Regions from separate parts of the Mus musculus genome. Here region 2 is linked to region 1. The links are chromatin contacts, called in public Hi-C maps. All regions are on one chromosome and are shown on one strand. The core of a region is the stretch at or near the end of the contact, and the rest is flanking DNA. Distances in the headings are between cores, read along the strand shown.

Region 1 (4,218 bases), core at 999-3,498:
AGGGCTCATATTATAGATGTGCACCATCATGCTTGCCATATATATATATTTTTTTTTTGAGACAGGATCTCACACTTTATTCTAGGATGTCCTGGTATTCACTGTGCAGCCCAGACCAGCCTCAGACTCAAAGAAATCTTCCTGCCTTAGTGTTCTAAGAGCTGAGATTACAAGTATTGCCAACTCCCCTGATAATCTTTGTCTTTAAGTGACGATATGAAGTTCTGAATTGAGTTTCTTACTTTCTAACTTTCTAAAAAATATGTTAAATTATATAACACATTTGTGTCTATGTGTGTGGTTATATGCATGTGACTGCAGCTGCCTGTGGGGTTCTGGAGGTGTCAGATTCCCTGGAGCTGGAGCTATAGACAGCTGTGAGCCACCTGATGTGATGTGGGTGCGGGGAACTGAACTCAGGTCCTCTGCAAGCGTAGTAATGGCTCTTAAGCCCAAAAGTAGTGAGGGCTCTTAGCCCCTTGAGGCCATTTCTACTCTACATGGACCTTAGCTGGAGTCTTACCCTTAGCTGTCCTAGCTCCAGTCCCTTTGAGCACCCTGAAATAGCTTTAGAACATCCAAGCTGCACAATTTAAAACTGAAAGGGACCCTAGAATCCATCAATTTCCATCTCTCATGTTGTAGAGGAAGAAACAGGAGCCAGACAGGAAGTGACTGGTCCAATATCATGGGACTGATTAATGAGAGTGGAGCTTAGAACTCAGTGTTCAATTCTTTCTCACAGCTGAGCAGCCCCACTCCAGAGGCTGAGGCCTGGAGTCTAGGGCCTACTTTGGAGACATCATTGAAAGTCCCAGGATGAGTTGTTACTGAAGAGACCCTTCCCGTTTTCCAGAGCTAATGTTCTGGGCTTCGTTGCCCCAGTGGACAGTAGCTGGGTCTGGGGTGGGAGGAGGTAGGGGCAGAGAAAAGCTGTGCAGAGCCACGGGCTCTACTGGGCTCTCAGCCTTGGCTCCTGAGGACTTGCCCCCAACAGACCTCGGAGCAGGTGTGAACCCTCTGTCCCCAGAGTTTCTCATAGAACAGTTTGTTCTGTGGGGGGAGGGATGGGGGTGGGGGGGACAGCAGTCAGTGTAGGCGAGTGAGAGACATTAGTAGGACCCTGGAGCCTGATGCAGCTGCTTCCTGTTGTCAGAGCACTTCCTGCAATGGAGAGACTGGTCTCCCTGGCCTTGACACACACACACACACACACACACACACACACACACACACACACACACACGGAAAGTCTCAGTGAAGAAGCTGCTTATGCTCTTAAGACTTACCAGCTCCCTTGGGGAAGCAGGTCCCTGTCCCCAAATGTGCTCACTCAGTCCTGTCTCCTTGCCTAGTGTGAAAGATTTCTTTTGTCTTCTCTGCACCTGACTGTCTTCCATTCTCTGTTTGTCTTCCTCAGGTTCATTCTTCCCGAGGTCTGCACACAGACTCTCTCTCTCTCTTTCTCTCTCTCTCGCTCTCTCTCTCTCTCTCTCTGTGTGTGTGTGTGTGTGTGTGTGTGTGTGTGTGTGTGTGTTCACTGGCTCTCCTTGACCGTGTAGCATGCCAGTGTGGGCCCTGCCTCCCCCTGCCTTGTCTTGTGGTTTGACATTTCACCCAGGTTTGTTCTGTCTCTTCCTGAAGACTGACAGACAGGAGACTCTGGGTCCCTTACCACTACCTCCTTACTTCAAACCAGTCAGAACTGGCCATATAAGTGACCGGTACAATGACTCCTGAGCACACGTTCTGTGTCTCTCTCGGTTCCTGTCTGAATTTAGTCAGCAGAGCCAGTTTGCCTCAGACACTGGCATGTTGAAATGAAGCACTGTGCTCTTCTGTGGAACATGCTGTCTTCCAGGCACTTGGTCTCCTAATGGGAAGCTGACCATGACCTTGTTTCTTGTGGCTCTTGTGGCCCCCTGGCCTTCCAGGCCCCCTCTGACTCAGCATTAGAGTTGCTATGGGAATGACCTGAGCTGACCACTCCACCCTTAAAAGGATCTCTGCTGTGTAAGTGTTTGCAGGTGGTCAGTGAGGGAGGAGGGAGCGAGGTGGCCGAGCATGGCCACCTCCATCCCACTCTGAGGGTCAGCAAATGTTTTCAGCCTCTGAACCTGCAGCAGGGCCTGGCTCGTACTCCCTACCGGGGTGGGGCAGGGGGGGTGGTTAGGAGGGCTGGAGTGGGGGTGGAGAGAGCAGTAACCTGGTACTCTCAACCCGGCACTCTTCCCGCAATTGTGAAATGGCCTTGGACAAGAGCCAAGCAGGAAGCTGCCTCTAATCTGTGGCCTGGCGCCTGGGGTGTGAGGCCTGCAACTTACTCTTCCCCTTCCCAGTGATGGCCGAGGCTGACATGCAAGCCCACCTGCCAGGAGACACCCTTGGGTAATGGAAAGGTGTCTAAGCCTCCATCCTGCCTACTTTAAGAAGGTGGGGATTCGTGGGTAGGAATTACCTGTGACCGAGCTCCCAGTGTCTGCTTTCCCTTCCTTATCCCATTCTGTTTTCTTAAGAATAAGGAGGAAGCTGTGAAAGTGGTCCACAGCTTCAATCCCAGCACTTGGGAGGCAGAGGCAGGTACGGATCTCTTGAGTTTAGAGCCAGCTTGGTCTACAGAGTGAGTTCCAGGACAGCCAGGGCTGCCTAGTGAGACCCTGTCTCAAAACAAAACAAAACAAAATAAAGCAAAACAGACAGAACAAACACAAACCAAGCTAACCAACCTCTGCGCCCCCACCACCACCACCAAAAGAATAACTAGAAGGTCAGACTAGAAAGATCTTCAGGGGCCTTTGCCTTCCTGGTTCCATCTTGTGACTCAACTTGTTCATGATCCATTGACATAACTGCCCCATCAGATGGGTGGTCTGCTTCTGTGTCTGTTTCCCTTGTTCACCTCCCAGAGTGGTAGAGTGGCTCCTTCGTCGATGGAGATTGAGTGATAACAGGAGAGTATCTCTCACTTTGGGAGTTAGGATGCCTGGGGAGGCGATCTCTGCTGGAATCCTCACTGTATTATTTCCTGGTCATTTACTTCCAAGCTGGAAAGTTTAAACTTGGGACACTTAGGCATGGTGTCACACACCTTTAATCTCAGCACTCAAGAGGCAGAGGCAGTTAGATCTCTTGTGAGTTTCAAGCCATCTTATTCTGCATAATGAATTCCAGGACAGCCAGAGCTGTGCAGTAAGACCCTGTCTTGAAAACAAACAAACGAACTTGGTACCCCTAATCATCATAAATAGAGAACTCCGACTCCCACCCACTAACAGTGGAGGGAGAAAAAGGCCAGGAGGGGAACAAGAGCCTTCACATAGCACTCTGGATGGGGCTGCTTGCATAACAACCAGGCATCCCTGGCTTGTCCTCCGTTTCCTTTTGTACAGTGCGTGGTCCACCCTGCAATAGTGCTGCCCCACCCCCACCTCTGCACAAGGCACACGGAACCAGGGGATGTTTATGGGGTGCAGTCTCTGGCATCTGAAGTGCCACATTAAAATCTAGCCTTCACTCAACATTTCGGCAGAGCACTCCTGTAACCCCAGCACTCAGAATGCAGAGGCAGGGGAATGATGTTCAAGACAAGCATGTGTTGAGTCCTTGGAGCTTGACCTGAGGTGGACAGCAAGGGAATGAAGAAAGGACAGACACACAGACATACCATACAGGAAGCTGGGACTGGGTGGACTAGGCTCTTGGATGGAGAAACCACAGCATCCTGGAAGCTGAGTGTTTATTATATAGACTTGAAGAGGAAGGGGGAGTTACCGTATACAGCTGAACAAGGAGAGATGTTAATACAGACAGATAAACAGGGAGGCAAGATTAAGGTATACTGGATCAAGGTTTGGCTAATGTGGTAGGTACAGTCTCTAGGGGAGTATTCTTTAGTCCCTAAACATGGCAGTGTTGGTGGGATAAAGCTATGACAGACATTTCTGTACACTCTGTCTACATCCACACATGGATCAGAAGAGAAGGCTTTTCCGGGTTCCCTCTGAGCCCCACCCTGGCAGGAGATGGAGACTTTGCTGTTTTTCCATGGGTCTGAGGCTATAATCCTTGAGTGGCTAACCCCACGTCAGCATTACTCATTCAGTCAGGGTTTCACTCGGTTTTCCTCTGATCCCTACAAGCATGAGCTACAATAAAAAATTTTTTTAAAAAAGTGGCGGGCGGGGTGTGTGTGAGACATATGATGAATGGGTCAGGTGA
Region 2 (4,218 bases), core at 606-3,105, 170 kb before region 1:
CTTTTCCATTATCTGAAATTTTCACTGAACATATTTTTCTACTTTTAAAAATACCTGTTTAAAAATAAGCAAGAAGGGGTGGAAAGATACCTCAATGGTTAAGAGCACCAGCCGCTCTTCCAGAGGACCCAAGTTTGATTCCCATCACCACATAGCAGCTTGAACCATTTGAAACCCTAATTTTAGGGGATCTGGTGCCCTCTTTGACCTCTGTGGGCAACACACACACACACACACACACACTACACAAACAAACATGTGGGCAAACATTTATTAGCATAAAACCACAAAAAGCAAGGGTTTAAAAATTGAGATACAGGGCCTGGAGAGATGGCTCAGTGGTTAAGAGCACTGACTGCTCTTCCAGAGGTCTTAAGTTCAAATCCTAGCAACCATATGGTGGCTCACAACCATTTGTAATGAGATCTGATGCTCTCTTCTGATGTGTCTGAAGACAGCTACAGTGTACTTACACATAATAAATAAATCTTTAAAAAGCAAAAATAACAATTGAGACACAGAATGCCAAGCTAACATGGAAGCCCACACTCTGTAAAGAGCACACGGAGCTCATATATCTGAACGTCCTCCACAATTCCATTTTAAGGCAATGTGGGCAATGAAAAGTCCTTTTTCTTCTTTCAAATGCCCAGAAATAGTTTAGAAGGAAGAGCAAGATTGAAGGAGTTAAGGAGGTAGGCTGTTTATTATACTAAATTTGAAGGAATAATTGATTGGAATAACAATTACATCCACTCTCTTTAGGAAATGTGACATTTCTAAGTTCTGGTTGGTTTATAAGAAGTAACAGAAATTGCTGAAGAAACTGTCAGCAGCCCCAGTCCAGGCAACAGCTACAAACCCAGCAGCCACAGATAACAGAGGGTGCAGGAAGAGAGCAACACAAGCCCCTCCTCCTCCCTTCCAAATTAGCCACGCTCTCCAAATAGCAAGCCCGGGGATAGAGGACAGAGCAGAGAAGTCAGGGCAGCCTTGGGCCTCTAAACATCAGCATTGACCACAGCCTTCACAGATGCCCACACTTGGACAAAAGGTGCTCTGAAACACCTACTGCAGCCCGGCACTGAGACCAAGAGGATTCTGATTGGCTGGCTCAAGTCATGTGCCCACTCGGACAAAGGGGAGGGATATTCTGGAAACAGTGCTCTGTTAAGATACTGTGTGTGGGCTGGAAATTTAGAGTGATACCATTAAAGGAAAGGAAACTGTGTCCCAGGGTCCCTTCCCATCCCCAAAGTACCCTCAACAACAAATACATCAGCCAGGGGTCGTCACAACCTTTCCACTAGCTTTTCTAATAAGTCAATTCCTGAGGAGGAGAGTCCACAGTTGCTGACACTTAGATTCCTCATATCTTTCGGGACTTCTGAAAACTGATGACCTATAGACTGAGAACAGGTTCTCTGAGTGCTGCACGGGTGAGAGATGTGGTGAGATAGCAGTAAACGTGGGTCTATACACATGCGCATGCGTGTGTGCTCGCAGTGCACACACACATTTGTACACGTGCACATGCATTTGTACACGCACACGCTCGTACATACACACACAAACACACCATATAAAGATAGGAAGAATTCCTGAGAAGGCTTGGTTGCCTGTTGCAAGTGAGAGTACTCAGATATCTCGAGTCCTATCCATTGGCACATCCCGTGCCCTCCTTATCTTTCTGGAATCATCTCTCTCATTCCGGTAGCCGGTGAGCTCTCTAGGACAGGATATAGCGGCTGCTTGTGTTATTTGGTTGGATGAATGAGTGAATATCTGAAGAGGCTCAGTGCTCTAGCCACTCTTACTTAGCACCCATGATTCAGAGCATAGATGAATTCCAGGAAGCCCCACCCCTCCTCCAAAAGATGCCAACAGCCAACTGCAGCTCTGGGAGATAAGGTGACTCAGCAAAAAACACAGAGGAAATGAGAGGCAGTCAGGACCAGACCTTAACTTTCCCTGCTCACAGGTTTGGGTGTTCCCCTTACTGCTGGTAAGGCCTGTCTAGAGGCAGCCCTGAGAGTGCTGGTCCAGTAACTCTGTTGAGACAGTAGCAGTCCTGTCTCCTGTTGGTTCCCAGGGATCTCACAGTGTGAGTCAACCAAGCCAGTGTCCTTACAACTTTAAAGTCTTTCACTTTGCTGCCTTCTGGTTTTGTGAATGAACACATACTTACAAACTCAACAGCAACCGACCTTCCAACGGAGTCAGCAAGGCAGGAATAACTGCTTATACCCATCTTGTCTCTCTTTATGATTTTAAACTGTCATTTGTGGGGTGCATTTGGAAAAGCCATGCCAGTAAGGAAATATGAAGTTTTCATAAGCCAATAATTGTGAAATTGCTTTAAGTAATAAAAATGTTTAGATACAAATGTTGGGGTTCCAGTGTGTCCACAATTTTCCCCTGGATGGCCCCAAAGGTCTAGATCTTTTGCTGCTGCCTTGGACTCCCCACCCACATTTACAGCCTTTTTGCTGACTGAGCCCGGCTTGTCTCCACCTGCCTATACTCTCAGAGCCTGGAGGGGAGGAACAGGCTGTCGGCCACACCCACACACCCCAGCCCAACCCAGTGCAAGCTTGAGAGGAACAGCTTGGATATGTGAGCAGGTGTGGTCACTGGAGGACCACGTGTCCAGCACCTCAGAGCTGGCTTTTAGGGGCGCTAGACCAGAGGGAGAGGTCACAGACATTCAAGGTGATCCACTCTAGGGTGCTGGCCACAAAGGGGAGAATCATTGCATCTATTCAAGATGCTCTCAGAGGGAAGACTCCCGGGCCCTGTCCTAGGAATGCTCTAAGTCTCGTGTGTGTGTGTGTGTGTGTGTGTGTGTGTGTGTGTGTGTGTGTGTGTGTGTGTGTGTGTGCCCTCCTGGCTCTGCTCTCCCTTTCCTGTCAGATGCAGAAGTGGGGAAAGCCTGGTCTGATGGCAAGCCTGCCACTGTTCTGCACTCTAGATCGGGTACCAGGGGCATCAGCTTACGGAATGCCTGCCAGAGTACCAGGAGAAGGGACCACCAGTGACCACCTGGTAGAGGCTGCCGTGGGTCACACTCCTTCAGCCTTAACCTGAGGTGAGCTTGCTTCTCTTCCTGCAAGCAAAGAGGAGGGAGAGGAACCTTCCAATTGCCAGGAGGGCTGCATCCCAGGCTGCCAGTGGGCAGGAGCAAGTGAGGAGGAACCTTGAGGGACCTGAAGGGAGGTGGTGATGACTCCCCTGAGAAGCCTCCATACCCACAGCACCCATTTCAGGGATCTGGGGGTTAAGAGATTGTGGTTATAAGCATAGTCCCAGAGTGAGCGGCAAGAACACACTTTTTTTTTGAGAGAGTTTTTTTTTTTAAGATTTATTTATTTATTATATGTAAGTACACTATAGCTGTCTTCAGACACTCCAGAAGAGGGCATCAGATCTCATTACAGGTGGTTGTGAGCCACCATGTGGTTGCTGGGATTTGAACTCAGGACCTTTGGAAGAGTAGTCAGTGCTCTTAACCTCTGAGCTATCTCTCCAGCCCCCAGGAACACACTTTTATACGATCTTCCCTTCCTGCCTGCTTTTGGTTACAATTCTATGGGGACGAGTGAGGGGTCATGAGTCAGAATGTCACAGGGTCAGGAGTGACCCCCGGGAAGGGACTCTCCTCCGGGGGAGGTTTGCTTGGAACAGGACTTTCCGAGTAGAAGACTCCCTGTTGAGGAGATGGAATTATTTTTCCCAGGACAAGACGTGTGGAACGGTGAAGATCTGAGAATTCATGAGAGGAAGGCCACCCAGTGAAAAGCCCTCATTGCGAGGCCTCTAACAGTCAGGCTCGGTAAGGGGAGGCTCTCTTTACCTTATTTCTGTGCTGACTCCTGAGTGTAATTACACAGAGGAACCTGGAGCTCAGTGTCTGAAGAACTTGTCCCAAGTCAGAGAGGACTGGGACGTGCAGGAGCTGGGGTCAAGGTCCAGCTTTTAGAGGCATTTCAGAGCAGAGGCCAGGCTTCCTGGAAGAGCTTTGTGCTCTTTCTTTAGATGACACAGTGCAGGACTGTGTCATTTGTAAGGAGCTGCCTGCCTCTGTGGCTGGAGGTTTCATGTCTGTGAGACAGGAAAGCCAGGAAGTTAGACCTGGGGGGTAGGGGGTGGGGGGGAGTGGCTCTGTCTTTTAGTTGTTCTGCAGCTGGCAGTGGGCCCAGCAGCAGCTTAGTTTAGGGA

The links. Hi-C and Micro-C count contacts between places; a contact is called where the count stands out from the background.
Region 2: a Hi-C map of the N1E-115 cell line shows a contact between it and region 1, with 4 times the contacts expected there. The contact joins two enhancer-like sites. A contact is called at or near these places in 5 of 39 promoter capture datasets (embryonic stem cells, hippocampal neurons, liver and 1 more), 5 of 484 Hi-C or Micro-C datasets (CD8 T cells, the N1E-115 cell line, bone marrow-derived macrophages and 1 more), 13 of 115 datasets of contacts at active chromatin or transcription factors (T-cell acute lymphoblastic leukemia, acute myeloid leukemia, bone marrow-derived macrophages and 6 more) and 4 of 9 other capture datasets (adipose tissue, liver, macrophages and 1 more).

Annotation. Positions count from the first base shown.
Region 1 is chr2:118,488,386-118,492,603 of GRCm38.p6, reverse strand. No RefSeq gene overlaps it. Among named protein-coding and RNA genes, the nearest start is that of Gm32684, 8.4 kb to the left of the region's middle. Within about 2 kb of position 2,248, at least 172 of the 459 cell types and tissues checked have an H3K27ac peak or open chromatin away from gene starts, as enhancers often do. A contact at or near this core is called in CD8 T cells, the N1E-115 cell line, T-cell acute lymphoblastic leukemia and 1 more, where this site is marked.
Region 2 is chr2:118,656,983-118,661,200 of GRCm38.p6, reverse strand. No RefSeq gene overlaps it. Among named protein-coding and RNA genes, the nearest start is that of Pak6, 4.5 kb to the left of the region's middle. Within about 2 kb of position 1,855, at least 167 of the 459 cell types and tissues checked have an H3K27ac peak or open chromatin away from gene starts, as enhancers often do. A contact at or near this core is called in CD8 T cells, the N1E-115 cell line, T-cell acute lymphoblastic leukemia and 1 more, where this site is marked.